Linked DNA regions of Zea mays: region 1 is linked to region 2. A link is a contact called in public Hi-C data. All regions are on one chromosome and are shown on one strand. Each heading gives the region's core, a stretch centred on a gene start, on an enhancer-like site or on the middle of the called end of the contact. The rest is flanking DNA. Distances are from core to core; before and after follow the strand shown. Region 1 holds the start of LOC100283382 (peroxidase 39). Region 2 holds the start of LOC100273206.

Region 1 (7,509 bases), core at 1,729-4,228, 660 kb after region 2:
GTGTGTGAATAGTGAATTGATGAGTGATGAGTTGTGTTAATTTGGTGTTATATTGATATGGTCTGTGAAACTATAAGTATAATTACTATTTTCTGTTTTAAATTAGTTTGAAATTAACTAGAAATTGATTATTATACACATATTATTTTTTTCTGCTCTGGCTCGCGAGCTAAACGAGCCAGCTCGAGCTCGTAAACGAGTCGAGCCGAGCTGACTCTGTGGCTCGCTACCTTAACGAGCCGAGTGGAGCCAGCTCATTAGCTTAACGAGCCAGCTCGAGCTCGAACGAGCCGAGCCGAGCTAGCTCGATATCCAGCCCTAATTAAAGCTGAAAGAGCCATGCATGCATGATGCATGCTTAGGCTGTGCACTAGCCTAGTAGAGTAGCAGTGGCTGTGGACCAGGGAGGAAAGCAAATACTAAAAGGCTGCGAGGATTGCCTCAGCTTCACAGTTCATCCTATCTCGCAGCAGACACACACCGATGGAATGGAAAGCCCGTGAAAACTGCGAAAAGTCAGTGTGATTCCGAGTCTAGGGATACGGTGAAAAGCAAACTGAGAGATGGTCGGGTAGTCTACTTCGTCTTGCATACCCTTATAGTACAGAAGGACACAGTCTAAACAAAAAACACGACTAAGGATATAGGTGAGCACACCACCAAAACTAAGAGCACCAATTTAAAAAACCCTAATTAATACGTATATGAATGGAAACAGTTCTGGTGACAACAACCAGCAGGCTTGTCAAGGCGCGCGATCCACTCGATCGTAGCCATCAGTGGTAAGCTGTCGGTGAGCCGACGAGACTCGAAAGGGGGCCGAGGACCAGGACCCAAGAGCTAGAAACATGTGTATTTGGTGAGCAGCGACACGCGCCCTAACCACCCCTGCACCCTTTCGGTTTTGGAGATCATGCTTGCTCATCTCCGTATGGTTCAGATTGTTCGGTATGGCCACGAACCGACGAACGAGTCCACGCGCGAGCGCAGCGTCTGCAACAGGGAAGGGAAGGAAAAGATAAAGGGAAGGGAGCGTTGGAGTTGCGTATGTCGCTTGCCATCACTGGGATTCCTGCTTGCTGCTAGCTAGCCTCTGCTTTCAGGATGGTTTCTTAAGCGGTAGGTAGCCATGCGTGGGCCAACAACGTACCTACTGATACTGATACATGTACGCAGGGAGAAGCCGCCGCGGGCCATGTGGCACAATGCATCTAGTGTGTTGTACTCACTCGTCCTGCTCGCTGCTGCAGAGAGACCAATATAATTGCAGTTGCTGGCAACTAATTAAACTGCAGTTCATGGACTCATGGTGGTGGTGACAGCAGCAGCAGCAGAAAAACAAAACAAAGTGAACAACGGAGTGAGCAGCGTGATGCGGCAGTAGTACTCCGGGTGGTGGTCCCAGAAGATGCAGGGGACAAGTTCGTGCAGAGACGTGTCCAGCTCCACCCTCCAGCACTGCTCAGCCACAGGTTTGCCGCCACGGCTGTGATGAATGGCTGGTAGGGCCGGCTCTAATTTGTTCCTTGTGCGCATGTGGAAGTGGGGGGGTGCCTCGCTTCCTCCCTCTCGCACACTTCTTGGACTTAGGGCTGGAAACGAGCCGAGCCGAGCCAGGCTCGGCTCGGCTCGGTGAGGCTCGGTGGAATAGCGAGCCGAGCCAGGCTCGGCTCGGTCACTTAGCGAGCTCGGTAACGAGGCTCGGCTCGGCTCGATATAGGCTCGCGAGCCGGCTCGGCTCGGCTCGCGAGCCTGTACACTCAAGTACTCAACAACAGTAAATATAGTCATTAACTCAAATTTGAAGCATAATATGTTCCATATAATAAAAAAAATATATCCCGACACTCTAGTTCCTTGTGAGTTGTGACCAAAACAGCACACTTACACATTGGTCAACGAAGATACGAGTAAGAAGTAGTTTGGACCGAGCCTCGAGCCGGCTCGCGAGCCTCACCGAGCCGGCTCGGCTCGGCTCGTTAGTGTAGCGAGCCACGGAATTAGGCTCGGCTCGGACTCGTTTAGGCTCGCGAGCCTCACCGAGCCGAGCCGAGCCTGATCGAGCCCGAGCCGGCTCGCGAGCCTCGAGCTTTTTTTCCAGCCCTACTTGGACTCATGGGCGAATAGGAAGGAAAGAGGAGCTCGAAAGCCTGAAGAAACCCACCTCCTCATGATGCCCTCTTCTCCGCTGTTCTAGTACACCCTACCGGCGCACCGCGAGATTCTGCTGTCCGATCTCAATCCGTGGGTCCGTTGCGAGCATGGACATGGAAAGCCGAGACGGCTTTTCGCTCCATTTCCGTTCAACTGAAGAAGCCTAGCTACAAATGGCGTTGTGTAGTAGTAGTAGTACGTCGTACCAATGGCGTGCGGTGCCTGATTCTTTTTATTTTCCCAGACGATTGACGACGGGCGAGGGCCGGAGTACCAAGTTGGCGTACAGTACTGTCGACGAGAGTCCACGCGTACATCCACCTACGCTTGACGTATGACACATGGAGCGAACACCGCCCCTGGCGCTGCCGCTGACATGCATGCCGCCGGCAAGGCCGGCCCTTTACTCCCGTCGCGTCGTCGTCGTGCTCCATTTGCGCTGCATGCAGGTAGCAGAAGCGTGCGTGGCCGGCGGCCCAGTTGCGTACGTACATCGACCGTACCATACATACATACGATACGATCGAACTGGGCTAGCCGCTCTACCGACCATATACGCAGGTCGGCGGGTGGTTAGATTAGACCCCATTTCCCTACCGACTCGTCGGCCGTTCCGAGAGACGGAGACCGCGTCGTCCGCTCCTCAGTTCCCTACCGACTCGTCGTTCGGATATCCAACTCGCTGCGCAAAGCAGGGTAGCTAGCTAGCGACAACCGAACCCCACTACCGGACTAGCCAGTAGCCAGCGCACACGTCGACGTCGTCACCGTGCCTTGCTGGCAGGCACTGTGTATTTATAGCCCAGCACCCGGCTCGGCACAGCAAGAGCTCGAGACCGACAGGACGAGACTCGCAGCTAGCTGACACGGCCGAGAAGCAGCTTGCATTGCAGGCGTAGTACGTACCCAGCAGCAGCTAGCACTAGCAGTCCATCGGAGCGACGATGGTGAGAAGGACGGTGCTGGCGGCGCTGCTGGTGGCCGCCGCCCTCGCCGGCGGCGCGCGGGCGCAGCTCAAGGAGGGGTTCTACGACTACTCCTGCCCACAGGCGGAGAAGATCGTCAAGGACTACGTGAAGGCGCACATCCCCCACGCGCCCGACGTCGCCTCCACCCTGCTCCGCACCCACTTCCACGACTGCTTCGTCAGGGTACGTACTATAGGAGTTAGCAAACAAGGCGCTAGCCGCTAGCTGCGTGCGCGGCGACGAATGCCCGATATGCCGATGCCGACGATGACTGACCGCGCCATGCGCTCCCGCCGTTGCACGCAGGGCTGCGACGCGTCAGTGCTGCTCAACGCGACGGGCGGCAGCGAGGCGGAGAAGGACGCGGCGCCCAACCTGACGCTGCGCGGCTTCGGCTTCATCGACCGCATCAAGGCGCTGCTCGAGAAGGAGTGCCCCGGCGTGGTGTCCTGCGCCGACATCGTCGCGCTCGCCGCCCGCGACTCCGTCGGCGTCATCGTCAGTGCTCCTGATCGAGTCCCCCCCCCACCCCATGCATCTGCGCTTCCTAAGCCGGCAAAACCTATATATAAACCGGTCGAACGCGCATGCATGCAGGGCGGTCCGTTCTGGAGCGTGCCGACGGGGAGGCGCGACGGCACCGTGTCCATCAAGCAGGAGGCGCTGGACCAGATCCCCGCGCCCACCATGAACTTCACCCAACTCCTCCAGTCCTTCCAGAACAAGAGCCTCAACCTCGCCGACCTCGTCTGGCTCTCAGGTACGTACTTCCCCAAACCAAACACCTGACCCCCTCCATGATCCGTTGACGCCACACCGTTCTGAGCAGAAGAAGAAGAAGATTATCTTTTCACCTGTCAATCAATCAGCTTAATTTACATGCCAAGGAAGAACTAGACAGATATTAGGCAGTGACAGGTCTGACTAGTCCTATGATTACAAGCCACGCTTGCGAGTTTATTAAACATTCCAACGGCACCGACACCCAGTGCTGCTACTTTCGCTTTCGCTGGGTCAATCATTTGTTTGGTCAGGCTGGCATAAGCAGTACCACTGCTATGATTGTGCTAGAGGACTGGTAGCCTCGTGAGTCGTGACAAACTGTTTTATGATTTGAGAAAATAACTGGACAAACAGCAGGAGCCTAGAACGTTTTAGTAGCAGTTAGTTCGCTGTCATAGCCGGATTGGACAGACAACCTGAACATGCACAGAGCGGCCCTGCTAGGTAGAAGTACTGCTGTCTTCTCCGTTCCAAATTATAAGCTATATTCTAAAATTATAAAGTATAAGTTATATTCTAACTTTATAGGTTTTATTTTTTTAATTATAAGATAGTTTAAGATTTCTAAATTTCTAATTTTTTACTATATATCTAGACATAATATGTATTTAGCGACGTACTAGCATGTAGCAAAAGCTATAAGTTTTAAAAAGTCAGGAAAAAAACTTTTTTGATTTAGAACAAAGGGAATAGCACGCGTTACTGAATAATGGCATCCATTTGTCCGTCAGAGCTATCTACCATATAAAAGACAAAGTTCGTACTGTGGGTCAAGTCGACATCTAAAAGGCAAAAGTTGAGCACCTAACAGTATTTATTGACGGTGCGTGCATGCACGAATCAGCGTTAGGAAGCATAGTTCTGTCTTTCTAGATAGACTAATAACTAGAGTGAATCCGTAGCCAACAGAAATGGAGGCGATTAAATTGGGCAACTGCAAGTCTGTTGTCTCCTCATCTTTCAGTCTTCGGGTTAGTGCAGTAGTGTCAGGCACAGGCGCTGAGCCGAGTAGAGTAGCTAGCCGACAGCTGCACATCGTCCTTGAGGAGAGACACAGCATGTTAGTAGTTAGCATCTAATGGATGCAGCCGGAGTTTGGTACCCAGGAAATGATTCAGTACGGCAGAGATAAGATAAATTTGTGTAAGGAACCACTTTTGAGGATAACGGACAGAGAGTGTATCTGACCTTATTACGTCCCAGGCAGGCTTAACTTTCATCATCCTTCAGAGCAGGCCGTCTTGCTGAAAGTAAAAGAAGAGACTGATGAGTGATGACACGTGGAGGAGAACTTGGAATCTGAATAATAATAATGCGTATACTCTTCATCATTTGAGGACGAGACTTGTTTGGGCCACCGATGGGCTTCCATTTCTCGTATGTGCGTGCGTGACATTAAACGGCAACCTCTTCTGATGCAGACATGCTCGCTGCTGCCAACTGCTGCCTCGGTCTATATTCCAATCTATCATAGAAGACGAGCCTTTATTGTGCATGCAGACTCCAGAAGTCCAGAGCGATACTTCTGAAATAGTAGTCCTTTTCGTAGAACATGCCCTCGATCCGTTGATGGTGCCTTAAAATACGTACCTGAATAGCTCCAAAAAAACCACACACACACACACACTGAACAGTTCACAGGCATTCCTAATCACTTCTCGCGTGTGTACGTGCAGGGGCTCACACGATCGGCATCTCCCAATGCAACTCCTTCAGCGAGCGCCTGTACAACTTCACGGGGCGCGGCGGGCCCGACGACGCGGACCCGTCGCTGGACCCGCTGTACGCCGCGAAGTTGCGGCTCAAGTGCAAGACGCTGACGGACAACACGACGATCGTGGAGATGGACCCCGGCAGCTTCCGCACCTTCGACCTGAGCTACTACCGCGGCGTGCTCAAGCGGCGGGGCCTGTTCCAGTCCGACGCCGCGCTCATCACCGACGCCGCCTCCAAGGCCGACATCCTCAGCGTGATCAACGCGCCGCCCGAGGTGTTCTTCCAGGTCTTCGCGGGCTCCATGGTCAAGATGGGCGCCATCGAGGTCAAGACCGGCTCCGAGGGCGAGATCAGGAAGCACTGCGCCCTCGTCAACAAGCACTAGGCGGCGGAATTCATGCGGGAGATGGCTCCATTGCTCGCAAAAAATCCTTGTGAGACACACAACATGCTCTGCATCTGCAGGCGTTGTCGTCACCTTGGTGGACGTAGTACATCGGTGCATGGATTATCTGTTGTTTAATTTGTACGTTCAGTTCATTCTGTTTCTTGTATTCTTTTGGTTCCTTTCCTCTTGTTTATTCATGGATGATGAGGTGTTTCTGTTTTATTCTCTGGTTCAGCTGTAACCATGTAACATGTAAGGTGCGCGTTTTGTCCTCGTGATCTCTGCAACTGTATTTATTTTAATGGATGGTATACATGGAGATATGATCATGATAATAACAATAAGGTGATTACAATCATGTGCCTCCACCACTGTCAATTAGATCCTGTTGCATTTTTCCTCCGGGAATAAAAGAAACCACCATTCAAGTTTTCATTCAAACCAGCCCAAGACTACCTCGTTCCTTCCCGTTTGAGAACTTTTGGGCCAAGCTGTCGAGGTTCAAGCAAGTGGTCCAGGCAGCATGGATGGCACCGTCGGTTCATCATGAGCCATTCCACAGGTTCTACCACAAATTGCAAAACACGACAGCTATACTATGTGAGTGGAATAATAAAATCATTCCAGATGCAAGGCTCTATCTGCATATGGCTCTAGAAGTCATCCTTAAACTCGATTTAGCACAAGAAAATAGGCAACTATCCCCCGCTGAATCGAGTCTAAGAAATAAGTTGAAGCAGTGTATTATCGGATTGGCGGTTGTCGAGAGAGCGCGGAGAAGGCAGAATTCGCGCTTAACAACCCTTAAGTTAGGAGATGCCAATACCAAATTTTTTTCATAAGAGAGCAAGTTCTAGAAGGCGCAAGAATTTCATCCAAAAACTTAAGAAAGAGCATGGTTGGGCTGTCACGCATGAGGACAAGTCTGTGGAAGTCCAAAGTTTTTTTTCAAAGCACTATGCAACGTCCTCAACCTAGGCAAGTGGAGATTAATTATGGCATCTTCAACTCCCAGCGATACAATTTGTCCTCCCTTTACATGCCTTTTACTGAAGAAGAAATTAAAAAATATATTGACCTTCTGTCGACTGATAAGGCTCCTGGGTCCGATGGTTTTACAGGGACCTTCTTTAAATCTTGTTGGGACATAATCAAGCACGATGTGATGGAGGCAGTTAAGGCATTTTGCAACCTTCGGTGCATGAACCTACAACTCATCAACTCGGCAAATATTATTCTACTTCCTAAAAAGGAGGGAGCGGAGGCAGTTAGTGATTTTAGACCGATTAGCCTCATTCACTCCTTTGTCAAAATCATCACCAACACATATGCATGAAATCGTCTCACCATGCCAAAGTGCGTTCATCAAGAAACGGACTATTCAGGGTAATTTTATGGCCGTGCGTAGTGCAGTGAGGCGCTACCAACGCATGAACATACCCTCGCTCTTCCTCAAATTGGATATTGCGAAAGCCTTTGATTTGGTCTAATGGGAATACC
Region 2 (7,675 bases), core at 3,850-6,349:
ATTTCAATGACACTATCAGGTGACTTCTGCAATACTGCCTCCTTCCAACTGTACAAAAGTTGAAAGCTCTCTTCCCAGGTCCCAAACAAGACTTTCAAGGCTTTTTCTTTTCCATACCAAACTGTGTCATACGCAATTGTGCATTTGTAGGTATCTTGAAGTGTAGTTTGTAATTCCTTAGCACCAATATGTGGTTTTCTAACAATAATAGGAAGAGCTTTTGAAGCAACCAAAGCACTTGTTGGTGTGCTAGTCCTCCTCCGTCCACTAGAAGTACAAGTGTGATGATCATTCAACACTGTCACCTACAAAAATAGCAACAACAATAACACTCTCATTGTATTACTTCGAAGGCCACAACAATATAAATAAGATAAGTTCTTGACATAAAAAAACATACAATTATGGTCGGCGAACCATCCCTCTCAATTCTTGCATTTATGCTCCAAGGACAGCCGCCTCCACGACAATAGCCACTATATTTCTTCGTTGTACTTGCCTCAATACCTAACTCGAACTCTTTGTCTATGGCATATTGTCTCATTGCCAGCCTAAATTCAGTCATAGATGCATACAAGCTGCCAACCTCCATCACTGGATCATTAGAGTCATAGACAACTCTGGTCTCGTGCTGCAAAAAATCAACACAAGGCAAAGCTGCGGAACCATCGCCACCAAGTTGATCTAGATTTCCATCAACTCTACGATTGCAAGCATCCTCTCTCTCTTTATTTTCTCGTTCATCCTCGGCAGCTAATCCAAGTTTGTGGTACATAACACTCTCATTGGGTACATGCTGAGGTCCCTCTTCTTGCCATCGCAAATCCGGTAAAATTCCCTCAAAATCATTTTCTTGAGTTGACGAATCCGCTACTGAATGACCTTGCTCTACAACATTAATGGGAGGGGGCGCACTGATATCCTCAGGCGCGGCTGGTGCCTCAATCAACAAGTGCTCAACATCTTCAATGGTGACAAACCAATTTGCATCTGTTGCATTGTGCTCAACATCTCCATTGCTGTCGGGATTCTCCATTGCAGTACCTGCCTGAGAGTGATAGGACCTCCTGAATTGATACAAGTGGGCAACTGGCTGACGTAGCCTTAAAGCTTGTAACTGAATCGCGAAATGAAATCAATGAAGGTGCATTGTGGTACAGAAACAACAGTGGATCCGTTCTAAGAAACGGACTGCCATCGTGGAGAGTGCCATAGTGGATCCACGGCCAAGCGTTTCTTAGAACGGATCCATGGCCGAGCGGTCTCCACGGCCGAGCGATGGCAGTCCGTTTCTCCGAGGCTGGCTGGCTGACGTCGAAGGTCCGAGGAGAGGAGGGGAGGGCCGAGGACCACGTACCTGAGGGAGCGCCGCCGAGCACCAGTGAGAGGCGCGCCGAGGAGCGCCGTCGGAGGAGCGCCCGGAGGGAGAGCGCAGAGAGGGAGAGCGTAGACGAGCACCGGAAGGGAGAGCGCAGACGACGAGGCCGTGGAGAGAGAGCGCTCGGCCGTGGATCCGTTCTAAGAAACGGACTGCCGTAACAACGAGTTGACATCGGCTAAATCTGACTCAGATAGCAAAAATCCGAAGTTTAACGGATTATAATACTAAAAATCAAATTGCGTTGTTCGGGATACCTTTTTTTCAGAAGTCCAGTCTTGGTGATACCTCGGTTCAAAAAGCTCGAGAGATGGTGGGTCTAAACCCTAATGGACTGCAGCTTCGTATATAAACGCGCACCACTTATCCTTCCACTTCTGAAGTTTCGGCAGCGGTGTAGGCAGCGGCGGCGTGCTCGTGTAATCCCATCCCGAAGTCTCCGGTCACCTGTCACTCTACGCAACCATGGTAAGCGATTCTCTTCTCATCTGGTTAAGGCTCACACGCGGATCTAGTTTCCAGCACAGTAGCGGTGGATTTGATTGTTTTGTTTAGATATGGATTCCTGAGAGCGTGGATTTGGCTGTTATTTAGGGTTATTGTTGTTTCGGCTGATTACCGTGGTGGAAAATGTTGTTTTGGGCTGGTAAATTACATTTTGAGATCTGCCCTTCGCTAAATTAGTTCGTACAGTGATGCTCGGTTTTACTAATCTGATCATGATTTATGAGTGTTCTAAGTGACCGTGTTTCATATGCCAAATGCTATATTTGAGATGTGCTGTTAAAACCGTTGAAGCATCATGATTAGAACCTATTATTACAAGCTGAGAGTGAGAATACTGATTATGTAGGGGTTTGCTTGGGCTGAGTTGCTTACGATTCTGGAAAGTGTATGTTTTGCAAGGATAATTGTTGACAATATACATCGTGATGCAAGTATTATTTAGTTCTTGAAATGGTGATTATTAGACTGAGACTGATTTCCTGTTCAATGGCTTCTATCAGTTTCTCTGCTCAATACCGTTTTTATTAGTAGCTTTATCTTACTGTAAATCTACTGTGGACCACTGTTGGTTGGCTTGAAATGACTGGCGTTTAGCTTACTGTATTGCGCTCAATTAGTATATTTTTGTTCCTTTTAGGCTCTTACAGTCACAGCATGACTATATCAAATCAAGTTAACCCGTGTACTATGCAATAGTTTCTGGAGGATGTTAACACGAAATTGAGGTCAATGTCATCTTATAGTTGTATATGTTTGTAGTCGAGGAGGAAGACCAGGGAGCCTAAGGAGGAGAATGTGACCCTTGGCCCCACTGTCCGTGAAGGAGAGTATGTCTTTGGTGTTGCTCACATCTTTGCATCCTTCAATGACACTTTCATTGTAAGTAGTGTATGCTCCAACTATGGATAGACCTTTTTATTCCTTTCCCTAGTTAACTGTATGATGTTGTAATATGCAACATATCACTGATTTGTCTAGGAGGGAAACACTGGTTCGGATCACTGGTACTATCGTAAACCCTTGGTCCATGCTTGACCTATATGGCAGTTGCATTTGGTTTTAACTGTGATGTGCTAAATATAAATCATGTAGGTGCGATGAAGGTCAAGGCTGATCGTGATGAGTCGTTACCTTATGCTGCTATGCTTGCTGCTCAAGATGCTGCACAGCGTTGCAAGGTATGTGTAATGAAGCCAAGAATTTCATTACGAAGGTTCTACTGCAATCGTTCATTGGTTCGCCTGTGTATTCCAAAGATGTTTGTTTAATTAAATAGAAGCATCAGATTATGTAGGGATTCTTTAGAGTTGCTGTATCCAGATGAGTAATTTGTGAGCTGATCTTTTGTCTTCAGGAGCTTGGTATTACTGCACTGAACATTAAGCTTCGTGCCATTGGAGGCAACAAGATCAAGACCCCTGGACCTGGTGCTCAGTCTGCTCTCAGGGCTCTTGCTCGTTCTGGGATGAAAATTGGACGCATTGGTAAGAATTCTGAATCTTCCATGGACCAACTGTACTGGTTATCTTCACTGAGGTTGCATCAATTGTCACAACAAATAACAAATAACATAATGCTTGTGTTTCTCTAGACTAATGCAGCATTTGCATTATGTGCAGAGAACGTTACCCCTGTTCCCACTGACAGCATCCGCAGAAAGGGTGGTAGGAAGGGGAAGGAGGCTGTAGGCGTATTTGACATCTCTTGGAGGTGGCCATCAAGCAGCTAGTCCTCTCTGGATAGTGTTGCTGTTTCTATGCTTGTCAAGAGGAGCTTTGATTTTGCTATATGTTGATGACCATTTACCGTGGTTGAGGAATTGAGTTGTCATATTTATCTTCTAGATATGCATTTTCACTTATAAACGTGGGTTCCCGTTAGCTTAATTGCGCTGTTTTGCTTATATCTTGCTGACCCCAGAACATTCGTTCTGAGTGTTAAATTTTAGCATCGGGTGATGATCGTGTGGTAATTGCGTCGTCGAGGATTACTTTCTAGTTTCTGAAGATGTGGCCGTTTGCCTGTATTGAGCATCTCAATAAAGATTGCGGCAAGGGAGAAGCGATATACAACCAAAAGCAATCGTGCATGTATTTGTTTATTATATTCCACAAATATTTGAACAAATGCGAATGCTAGTACAATTGTACAAATGATCCCTCTTCACTGGCAAAAGAAAAGAGCACGACACGTGGGTCTCATGCGGCAAGCATGGCGAAACCGATGAAGGCGCCGAGCGAGCCGACGAAGCCCGCGACAACGGGGGCAGCCGTGGAAGGCTGTGGCGGCGTTGTGGAGCTGCCGCCCTCAGCGGCCGGCGCGCTGGCGGAAGCGGTTGGCGGTGGGGAGCCTCCTCCTGCTGGTGTTGTCGGAGTCGGCGCCGGTGGCGAGCTAGGAGTTGTCGTGGGAACGGGCGCCGGTGGCGAGCTAGGGGTTGTCGTGGGGGCAGGCGCCGGAGCTAAAGCTGGGGACGTCGGCGAGGTGGGGGTGGCTGCGGGAGCAGCGGACGAGGGTGGCGACGAGGATGGGCTCGTCGCAGGTGCGGGGGCAGCAGCAGGAGGCGAGGGCGGGCTCGGCAGCGGCGCGGATGATGGCGTCGGGGTGCGGCTGCCGGAGCGGTCGGCGAGGACGACGACGATGAGCTTCTCGTTGGCACGGCAGCTGGCCTCGTTGCCGCTGACGAAGAAGAAGGCCCCCGAGCGGTCGAACGTGAACACCGTGCTGCCGTCGTCGAACCTGGAGACGTAGGACGAGGTGTTGCAGGCGTTGTAGGCGGCGGCGTCCACCAGGAGCACGGAGTCCGTCTCCTTGGGGTACACGAACACTGCACACGCTCACGCAAAGAACTCGTCATCACCATGCACCAGCGACGACGACCAAGATGAGCAGCAGCAGGTGACGCGGCGCGCGGTGGCGACTACTCCTACTTACGCAGCTGGTCGCCGATCTGGAACCGGAGTCGCCCCGCCCAGGTGTTGTAGGGCTCGGAGCCGGCGCCCGGCACGCTCCACCCACTCTGCCCGCCCACCCTGAACTGCGTCGCGTCGGCCGACGCTGCCAGGGCGCAGACGAGGGCCAGCAGCGGCAGAGCCAGAGCGACCGGCCTCGCCGCCATGTCTGGAAGCAGGAACAGTGGAAGGCAGGCAGCACGCGCACTGCAGCTCGGTCGGAGGGAGTCGCGGTCGAAGAGGCGAAACGGGTCTGTGCCGTGTGCGGTTGGACTCTGGAGTCTGGAGTGCAGGGGAGGGACGACTGGGTATTTGTAGGTCGTGACGCGTCGACGCCGCGGGCCTTTACACGGTGTCAGGTTCGTTGCTTCAAGCATGCAAGGTATTACCAATAGCAATAGCAACACGCCCATGGTGAGCACCTGGTCTGGTAACACGCACTGACGCACCGCCTCTGTCTCCACGTGACTCACCGGAGGCATCGCAACATACGCACGCGTCTGGATCTGGACGCACCGCTGTGCGGATGCGCGTCGATCGACTCGACGTTGCCACCGTCGCTTTCGGGTTCAGAGGAGCGTATGATCCGTGCCTACAGGACGCTGCGCACACACACATGGCAGTGCCTGGAAAGCTCCATGCTCGCGTTCCAATCGGATGCATCCACGGCCCCGGGAAACCAACCAAGCAACGCAGAGGAAAACAAGGAATTGAGCTCGTCCCATCCATCGACAGATCATCATCAGGACATAGCACAATTGAAGACGGTAGCGACCCGCGATACAGTATATCAGTTATTCTATATATAAACTTTTGTATGGGATGGGTCTTGAGTGACAGCGGATCCTGGTTCTGCGACCGTGTTGGAGAAGTTATTCGTGACTTGACCTGGCCGCCAGGAAAACGGAGGAGCTCCACCTCCACCTGGGGCCTGCACGCGGAGCCACGAGACAAGATTGGGCCACCGGTGTGGTGGAGGCGCCGGAGACGGAGAGGACCTTTCTTGCCACTCTGCCCCGCCACATGTGACCGAGACCGTGGAAGGAAAGAAAGAGAAGAGTCTCTCGGGCGGCATCAGAATGGTTACTTCTTTGTGCAGTGCAGGCCAAAATCTCTGAACGGACGGACGAAGAGGCGACTCAGACGAGTGATTTGTCCGACGTGCTGCTCTCGCAAAGCTCAGTCACACACCACCAGTCGTATGTGTTGGTCGTTCAGTCCGAACGGAACCGACGGGGTGGCTGGCTTGAGTTGACGTCTTCTTGCCCTCGGTGGTTGTTGGCGTGCCGACAGCTCGATCAGTTGATTAGCAGAAACCACAACCATTCAGCGAACAAAAAAATTGCCCAAACTCGAATACAAACTCAGAAGTCGCTCTTCATCCGACTCCAGTCATTTTTTCTTTTCTTTTCCTGATGAAACCGAAGCAGGCTCCGTAGTAATAGCGAGCCCCGAATCGAACAGAGAAGCCCGTTACAAGAAAGAAAGCCGTGCCATGCATTCGTGCGTGTACAAAACACACGGCTTTGGCGGAGCCAGGGAGGGAGGCGTCCTGCAGCTGCTGCTGTGAACCTGTGCCATATCGTATCAGGCGGTTTGCAGGGCGGAGTGGAACGTGCAGCTCGACGGAGTGGCCGCCGCACCCTCACGTCTTGGGGAACGACGCCGTGTACAAGCCGGCGGGCGACGGCGCCCGGGAGGCTTTCTTCGGCCTCGCCGCCTTCTTCATGATCACGGGCCCGCCTCCATTCGCAGTTGCGTCCTGGCCCGAGCTGCTGTCGGCGCAGACCGCCCATCGGCGGCGGCATCACGCCAGTCGCGCTGGTTGCTCGAAATCTGCATCAGGACTGCAGCAGAAGTAATGCGAGTCGTCAGTCTCTGAATAACGTGCCACGGAAAGCCCAACAGGGCACTGATGCGCTTTCCTTACTTTTTTGCTTCACAGCTGTAAGCAGCCCGGGATCACATCGAGAGGCCCAGAATAGCGCTAAAATACGCAAAGCCTGGCCCGGGCTGCGCCCAAAACTAGTGCACCCATTGCCTCAAAAATACTACTCTCTCCATTTTGGATTATGAATTATTTTAGCTTTTCAACTTATAAGAGCATCTCCAAGAGGCTAGTTAAATAGCTTGTCAAGCTAAATTTTAGCTATTTAATTGCAAAATAGCTCTCTAACAGACTAGCCATTTAACTTGCCAAATTATTCGACTTTCTAAATTAACTCTCTCACTAGCCAAATTTGGCTAGCAACTCTCGCTTGCATGTTGGAGAGTCTATTGGAATGAAATGTTATATATAGAGTTTAATCTTTATAGAAAGACAAATATAGAGTCAAATATATAGTCAAAAATAAAAAGTCTCTTGGAGATGCTCTAAGAATTTTACAGCTAAAAGGTATGTGTGGTTTTGGTAATTCTAGCAGCTAGGTTGACTAACCTATTTTCTCAGTGGTATGCAAGAGACAAGTAAAAGTCCAAAAAGATGAGCAACTGTCCACAAGGATGCAGATTGGCAAAGTTATGAAAGAAAAGTGTCTCGCATGTTGTTGGATCCGAAAAGGTCATCGATGCTATAGAAACAAAGACTTATAGTATAATGCATTATGCATGGCAAAAAGAGGAGTCTAAAGTTGTTGGATCTAGGAGGTCAAGACTTGTGGAAAGACATAAAATAAAGGTATAAGTTAGAATATTTTATTTCACCAATAAAAATGTAATAGAGTGCATGATCATATTTAAGATAAATAGTTATACTAATAAGAGGAGACCTCATGGCTTAATGCCATTAGGTGAGATGACTCATACACATGTTGTTGGGGACAATAATTATTGACACCAGGAT

Evidence for each region. Hi-C and Micro-C count contacts between places; a contact is called where the count stands out from the background.
Region 1: a contact with region 2 is called in a Hi-C map of ear, with 2.9 times the contacts expected there. The contact joins the promoter of LOC100283382 here to the promoter of LOC100273206 in region 2. A contact is called at or near these places in 5 of 25 Hi-C or Micro-C datasets (bundle sheath, ear, leaf and 1 more).

What each region holds. Positions count from the first base shown.
Region 1 is chr5:49,266,785-49,274,293 of Zm-B73-REFERENCE-NAM-5.0, forward strand. It overlaps LOC100283382 (peroxidase 39), which reads left to right and starts at 2,979. Exons shown (of 4, transcript NM_001156283.2): 1 at 2,979-3,305; 2 at 3,429-3,620; 3 at 3,720-3,882; 4 at 5,582-6,364. The coding sequence starts at 3,099. The coding sequence ends at 6,006.
Region 2 is chr5:48,602,213-48,609,887 of Zm-B73-REFERENCE-NAM-5.0, forward strand. It overlaps LOC100273206, which reads right to left and starts at 5,100. Exons shown (of 2, transcript NM_001147649.1): 1 at 4,817-5,100; 2 at 3,954-4,709. The coding sequence starts at 5,000. The coding sequence ends at 4,084. LOC100286083 (40S ribosomal protein S14) reads left to right here and starts at 1,754. Exons shown (of 5, transcript NM_001414390.1): 1 at 1,754-1,846; 2 at 2,645-2,764; 3 at 2,978-3,063; 4 at 3,240-3,369; 5 at 3,505-4,033. The coding sequence starts at 2,983. The coding sequence ends at 3,614.